2 separate regions of the Rattus norvegicus genome follow, and region 2 is linked to region 1. The links are chromatin contacts, called in public Hi-C maps. All regions are on one chromosome and are shown on one strand. Each heading gives the region's core, a stretch centred on a gene start, on an enhancer-like site or on the middle of the called end of the contact. The rest is flanking DNA. Distances are from core to core; before and after follow the strand shown.

The links. Hi-C and Micro-C count contacts between places; a contact is called where the count stands out from the background.
Region 2: a Hi-C map of liver shows a contact between it and region 1, with 3 times the contacts expected there. The contact joins two enhancer-like sites. A contact is called at or near these places in 5 of 12 Hi-C or Micro-C datasets (the Rat2 cell line, kidney, liver and 1 more).

What each region holds. Positions count from the first base shown.
Region 1 is chr7:121,797,065-121,800,354 of GRCr8, reverse strand. No RefSeq gene overlaps it. Among named protein-coding and RNA genes, the nearest start is that of Creld2, 9.3 kb to the right of the region's middle. Within about 2 kb of position 1,659, at least 24 of the 93 cell types and tissues checked have an H3K27ac peak or open chromatin away from gene starts, as enhancers often do. A contact at or near this core is called in liver, where this site is marked.
Region 2 is chr7:121,870,015-121,873,800 of GRCr8, reverse strand. All of the region lies in intron 13 of Ttll8 (tubulin tyrosine ligase like 8), which reads left to right. It overlaps LOC134479954 (a long non-coding RNA gene), which reads right to left. Exons shown (of 2, transcript XR_010053909.1): 2 at 1-3,786. Among named protein-coding and RNA genes, the nearest start is that of Pim3, 39 kb to the right of the region's middle. Within about 2 kb of position 1,765, at least 3 of the 93 cell types and tissues checked have an H3K27ac peak or open chromatin away from gene starts, as enhancers often do. A contact at or near this core is called in liver, where this site is marked.

The DNA.
Region 1 (3,290 bases), core at 410-2,909:
TGCTCGAGACCCTCACAAAACGAAGACTATTAATATCCCCTTGTGGAGAGAGTTGGGGAAAGCTCTTCAGCCCTTTCCTGGAGATCCAGCCACTCCCTTCCTCCTGCCTCCGCTCCGTGTGGTTTTGAGGTGGCATATGTAAGACTATATAGGAGACGAGGGTCTAAGGAACAGAGAGGCTCAAGAGGATTCCATCTCTGCGGCTTTCACCATGCTAAGCTGGGAACTTCTGGGTGATACAGCTGCCTTAAGAGGGCTGCCTGTGCTCCCGTAAGTAAGTAACTCTTCACCAATAAACTCGTTGCTTTGGCAGACTGGGCTTGGATGGTATTGGATTGGTATGCCACAGATAACCTTTTCTGAGGTGATGAGATGTTTGTCCGTGTGTCTCCAGAAATCAGCAAGATGCACGTACCATCGAAGACGTTTTTGGACAGCCAGGTAGACAGAATGACGTAGTTGGGTGACATCGGCAACCCTGTCAGTCTCTGAGCTGTCACATGAATGGAAGACTGTGACAGTTTAGACAGAAGCTGTACATTCACCGGACAGCAAGGCTGCCTCAGTGACCAGGGGTACACCCAGGACAGTGCTCCAAGAGACTGGCTGTGCTGTGCCACAATGGAAGATTTATTCCCATTTACCCAGTGTGGCTCTCTTCTCTGCAGAGATCTTGGCTGACATTCAGGCTGCCAGCCAGATGCTCCTGTCAGCATTTCTCCTCTGCCTGGAGCTAGCCATTGCGTGGTAGTGGTGTTGGTGTTGTGTGTGTGTGTGTGTGTGTACATGTTCCTACACATGTGCATGCATATACACTAGGTACTGTATACCTAGGAGTGTAGAGCAACACCCCTGGACCTACCCATTCTGCATAGTCACATTGTCCCTTAGCTGTGACACAGCCATGTCCAGACATTGTACCCCACCACTGGGGCCAGAGTGGCTGCTGATAACCACTGCCTTGAAGGATAGCTTATCAGCCAGTGTTTCCAGAAGGCCATGCTGAGCTATACTTTCCAACAAAGTCAGTTTTGGAAAGAGCTACTAGCCGATTCAATAACTTTCCATTATGCCTGCTAAAGGCCAGAGAAGGTTGTACCTGGCAGGGCTCCAGACCTGGGTTTATGCTAAGACCCAAAAGTCCTTGCTGAATCTAGAAATCAAGGGTGAGGTCCTTTTGATCCTACAAACGTACGTGTGTGTGTGTGTGTGTGTGTGTGTGTGTGTGTGTTCATTTAACAGGGTGGCAAAGAAGCGATTGGGCCAGAAAGTCAGCATAGGCACCAGGTTGATGATGCCCTGGAGACTGTTCGACAGCTAAGGCCCACAAAGAAGGCTAGGCGTGGCAAGTGCTCTGAGGGAGGATTAGCTATGAGCAGTAGTACCAAGATTAGGTGAGGGGACACAAGACTTCAGGCCACAGGTCTGGCCACAGGTCAAATGTAAAGCCAAGAGTTTCTTTCTTCCCATCTCTTACGCAGTTTTGAAGATACTCTCTCACAAACACAGGTGGGAGGGAAGACCATGGGCTCGCCAGGTTCCTGGCTTAGTCCAGGCCTCAGCTCTGGGCCAGGGTCCCTGGAGTGAAGGACTGGCCCAACCCAGACATAACAGCCAACAAGGAGACAGGGACTTTGTACCCTGGAGTGTTAAAGTTGGCTTGACCGGCACAGGTCAACAGTGCCACCTGCTGGCCATGCATCCAGACAGAACTGGTGCAGTTCTGCAGGTCGTCCAAACCTAAGAGGGCAACTCTACCCTCTCATGGGGTCTACTGGGGCTGAGGAGCAGAAGGAACCTGGGTAGGTAAGTTGCTTAGGTCCCCTGCCCCAACCCAGAAGTCTGAGTGCTGGCACAGATGCCTACATTCAAACCCTGAGGTCTATGTTCCTGATCTTTAGCTTGTGAACTCCTGGCCACTGTGCTCAGGGACCCTGCCTGTTGTATTTGCCTGCCACATGAGGTCCTACTGGAGCCTGTCCACATCTCCCAGTGGACCCTGTCTGCTGTGTATGTCCCCAGGTCCCTCCACCAAGAAACATTTATTTAAAGAGGAAAAGGTAGCAGTCATCCGGGGATGAGAAGAGGTGCCAGGTTCTGGGTTACAAGAGCACGGCCCAATAGCAGAAATACCTCGTCGAAGGCCACAGTACTCACAGGGCCCCACAGTGGCCAGTGTCCAAACAGCAGCCACCTACCTACACCCAGGCCCTTGATCCCTGCAGCACCGTTCAGGAGAAGAGGGCTGCCCAGGCGACCCACCTTTCACGAGGATATGTTCCTCGCCAATGGCCTCGTGGAGACAGTGCCGTGAGGGATCACTCATCTCTCAGAGGATGGCTGGCTGTGGACTCTACCTTCAGTCACCTGCGAGCTGCCTGTGGTACGAACCCTGAGAAAGCGGCAGGGATCCCAGCCTGCACACACAGGTCTGCTGTTGGCTTGTCAACGAGGTCAGTGTCCTGACATGAACTCCCTAGCCCAGTTGGATAAGAACATCTAGCCTTCAGAGCCACGCAGGTGGAACTGAGCAGAAGCCAAGCTGAAGCATCAGCCTGCCAGACTCCATTTTAGGTACCAGGTGGGAGCTGGCCACAGAGGGCATCAGTTATCTGTAAGGTACAGGGGAAAGGGCGTAACGTGTCCAGTGCCTTCACATGTACACACAGGGCTACAGGGACACATGCAGGTCACAGCTTAGGACAGCACAGCAGGAAGAATGCCAAGGGCAGACCAAGGGGCATCCCATGGATATCCCACGGACCATGAGGACCCAGATCCCTGGAGAGCTACAGTGAAGGGGCACCGAGTGTTGGCAAGGCCAGAGCTACTCAATCCGTGTCCTGATTTTTTTTTTTTCCATTTTCTTCATGCCCAGGTTGCTTTCCCAAGGCAGAGAGACCACTGGGTAGGCCGGAATACCAATACCAGCCCGCCATTGTCCTCTACCACACTGGACACATGCTCAGGGAAAACTTGCCAGTTGCTTACCAAGGTCAATAGATTCTGAGTCCTCATGGGAAGACACGAGTCCATCTACCTCCTTCTGAGTCCTCATGGGAAGACATGGGGTCCCCTCTATCTCCTTCTGAGTCCTCATGGGAAGACATGGGTCCATCTATCTCCTTCTGAGTCCTCATGGGAAGACATGGGTCCATCTATTTCCTTCTGAGTCCTCATGGGAAGACATGGGTCCATCTATCTCCTTCTGAGTCCTCCAGGGAAGGCATGGGTCCCCTCTATCTTCTTCTGAGTCCTCACGGGAAGACATGGGGTCCCTCTATCTCCTT
Region 2 (3,786 bases), core at 516-3,015, 73 kb before region 1:
GCACTGCCTCTGCAGGAAAAGGAGCGGAACCAATCCCCTCCATGTCTCTAAGGCTCTGGCGGTCACTGCAGTCACAGCTACAAAACCAGCCTCCTCTTCAGCCACCCACTGGCAGCTTCCGTGTGAGGGACTGAGTGTGTGGAGCTGGCTTCACACTGCAGGACGATGTCAGTCAGTCAGAGCACCGGGGTGCCGAGGGTAGTTCACTGAGACTCCCTGTTGAGAGCTCACCTGGAGAAGGTGGGTGAGGTGGCACCAGCCCCTGAGGAAACTATCCCAGCACCAAACAAATGCTGGGAACCCCAAGGGTGGCTGGGAGCCTTGAGTGCCCTTGAAGACATCAACTACTGACCAGTTCAGACAATCGAACTATGCCCAAGGGCTGTTTTTGTGTGCTCTGTCGACTAAGAATGTTTTTTATGTTTTCAAAGGGTTGGAAACAAAACAAAACAAAATGTGTAACGGAGGAGTCCACGTGTGGCCTCCCAAAAGCCTAAAATAACTGCCTTTATTCGATGCTTGCTATGGTGAGCAAGGCTGGATGCGACTCAGGTCAGTTTTAGCACAGAGGTCCAGACAGAAACTACAGTTCTGCAGCCAGGGTGTCTCCTGATCAGAGTGCACCCACAGTGGAGCGTCCCTCAGTCACCCTGAGAGATGCCCGACCTCCGTGTCCTCAGCATACCACAGAGATTGAGGTAATGTCAGGGCGTACTGGCCGCCCTCTGTGCAAGGAATTCAGCAGGAGACTTACATCCATGGGCTACTGTGTCTTTTTAAACTGAGGCCCCTACTGAGTTCCAGGCCGTGCTGAGAGGTGACAATCCTGTCTGGGCCAGTGGTCTGATAGGGTGGTGACCCTTGGGTTGGCAGGCCTCCCGAAAGCCTGGTTAGTGCCAATTGGACCCAGCAGAGAGCCTGTTTCCCCGTGAGCTTCTGCCTGGGTTACGACATGACCAGCCGTAGCCCCTCCACATAGCAGTCTTTAGGTTGGTAAAGATGTAACAAGGGTCATGTGAACATGTGGAGCCTGCCAGAGCTACTGGAACCATAGCACAGTCACTGCCAGTGGCCAGATCTGAGGTGAGGACACTCAACTAACCTGTCAGACCCAAGTGGAGCAGCCCATCTAGGAGGCGGCCAGGCAAAGGCACTTTGAACCTGTGCTCTGGGACAGGCAGGACGTGGGCATAGTCTCTCAAATGGGTAACTACCCAAATAGCTCTAGAGCCAGCCCTACGTGTTCTTGACTATGCACTCCTGTTGGCAGCGCCTCCTACTGGCCACTGTCAGAATTGACCCCAGAGTGAAGACATTGTAGCAACCTCGTTGTAGATGAGGCTGGAAATCGAACCTCCAACAAGGGTGGCTTATTTGGTGGCTGCCTTAGTATGTAAAAGGAATTCCCGGGGGACCCAGCACCTAAGCCTCGAAGACTAACCCTGAATAGTTTCTCCTACTGAGCCCAATGACAGGGAAACAAGCTGAGGGGCGGTCTTCGGGTCCCAGAGTTCCCTCTCAGAAAGTAGCAACCCTAAATGTGAGGCTGACACCTGGGATGAGAGACTCCCAGTGAGGAACTCCTGCCTGCACCCCCATAGGGAAGTTGCGGCAAAAGCCAGGCCCCTCAGTTCTGGGCCAGCATGAGTCACCCAGCTCTGTTTTGCAATTCTAAGTTCTGGGGCTCTCACTGCCCCAGTGGACTATGGCATATACTTAGGAAATTCTGAATCCATTGCTCCCAGCTCCAACGAATACCCATACAGTTTTCATCCACGCAAAGCTCCAAGCCAATCAGCAAGTCTTGGCTCCTGTAATCATTTGTCTCAGCCTCTGGCCTGCTTGGCCCAGGCCCAGACCCAGTCATAGCCATTGCCTTTCAGTCAGAGTGTAGTGACGTCATCCCTCAGAAAAGGATTGAGGGGTGAAAAAGGCACTATGGTATAGTGGTTAAGAGGTTGGACTCCCGTGAGAAACCTTACAGGTTCAAATCCCACCTCTATAATATAGCAGCTGATTAATGCCATGAATTGCAGAAAAGGATTGAGCCACAGACCCAGCCTGGCCAAGGTCTGTGTTCGTCATACTTGCTGCTGCACAGATCTGAACACAAGCTCACTTCTGCTGACTAGAGCACTGGGGAACTTCTCTCACTAAGGGGCCAGTGGTGAGAATTCCCTGGTCCTTCACTCCCACAACAGCAGGACTGCCATTTCTCTATCCATATTTCTCACCTAGCAGATAGCAGCAGAAGACATATTCCCTGGGTTACAGAGGAAGGATGTTTGTGACTCACTCAGCAGGTATAGCATGGTACAGTAGGTCTGTGTCAGCTCTGGAGGCAGGGGACTCGCTTTCAGTAGCAATAAACAGCCTGCATTTTATCCCAAAGGAAAATATTGCCTCCTGCTTCAAAATTGCCTAAGGCCAAGAGGACGCTGGGAAATAGCCAAGAGAAAAGCAGTCAGACATTTGGGGTTCCTAGAGGAGTTTTTTCATCTAGGAGTTCAGACGACCCCAAAATGGTCTCTCCTTGCCTGTACAGGTTATCTGCATGAACATACATCATACACCCTGCCTACACTCTCCCCAGCACACACATCATGTCTATTCCTGAACTGAGGCACATCCCCTCCGTGTGCTTTCATTTTTCTAGCCTAGCATTTTTGTTGCTGAAGCCTGTGGCCATTTGCCTCTTGTGGTGCTGTGTCCCACAATGTTTGCCTCTTTCTTCTGAAGTCTCAGATGGAGTTCAGACTCGTGATGGTCCCTGGGCCCCTCCCAGCATTAAAGGAGCACAGTCACAGATATCATCGTGGCTTCACTGCTTAGCCACTGGACCCTGTCGTCTCCCCAGATGTCCCCTTGAGCCAAGGACTGGATAAACTCTGCTCATCTGGAGCCTTGTGCCCACTGAAGCTAATGGTCCAGCCAAGACAGCAAAGGCCTTCGGACACATGCTGTTTCCCAGCCATGAAGCTCTCCGCAAAGGCACCTGCGCTCCAGAGCTCCATGCCCAGCTCCTGTGAGACTGTCACTGCCTACCAGTCCTCGGTGCTTGTCTTCACCAGGCACCAGACAGAGAGCTGGGCTGCCCCACTCTCCTATGGATGGGGCCAGTTTTCTTAACCCCTTCTTCAAATATGTCAGCCGAATCCACAGCAATCCTGCCTCAAACCCTTGTAGTCAGCACGGGGGCACTGCACACCTCACCAAGGTCCCCTCTCTCTAGCTTTGGGGTTCCTCACCACCTGTCATTTCAAAGCTAGCACACATCTAGGAATCATTTTTTTCATGTGAGTGATGGGGTTCAGCACCCTACATGATCCCTCTTCCTTTGACTGGTACCAACCAGGCACGTTTGCCCCTTGAGAACCAACCAAGCCAGTAGATTTAGACCCTCACAAGGTGCCCTGGGAGACAGTGAGTTGCCTGGCCTTTCCAGCTGTTGGGTGAGGAACCAAATCACATAAGCAGCTACTCCTGATCCTTCATGTTTCCAGAGGCTTTTCACAGTCGGCTTGTGGAGTTGAAACAATACTTTGCTGGGGTTTTGACTACCAGAGTCTTGAGCCTACGGATCACCTTGAGATGATTCATTGTTCTGAAGCAGAGGCCTAGCATGCCTTTCATAAGATCTTTTCTGAGGCAGCTGGTGCTCTCTGATGCCTAGGAGATGGCTTTCTTTTCATCATGACTATGAAAGCTCATGGCAAAAACGGATCTCTACAGAAATTGATGGGTTCTCGCACATCATGGCCAGGATCAGCATAAGGAACACTTTTT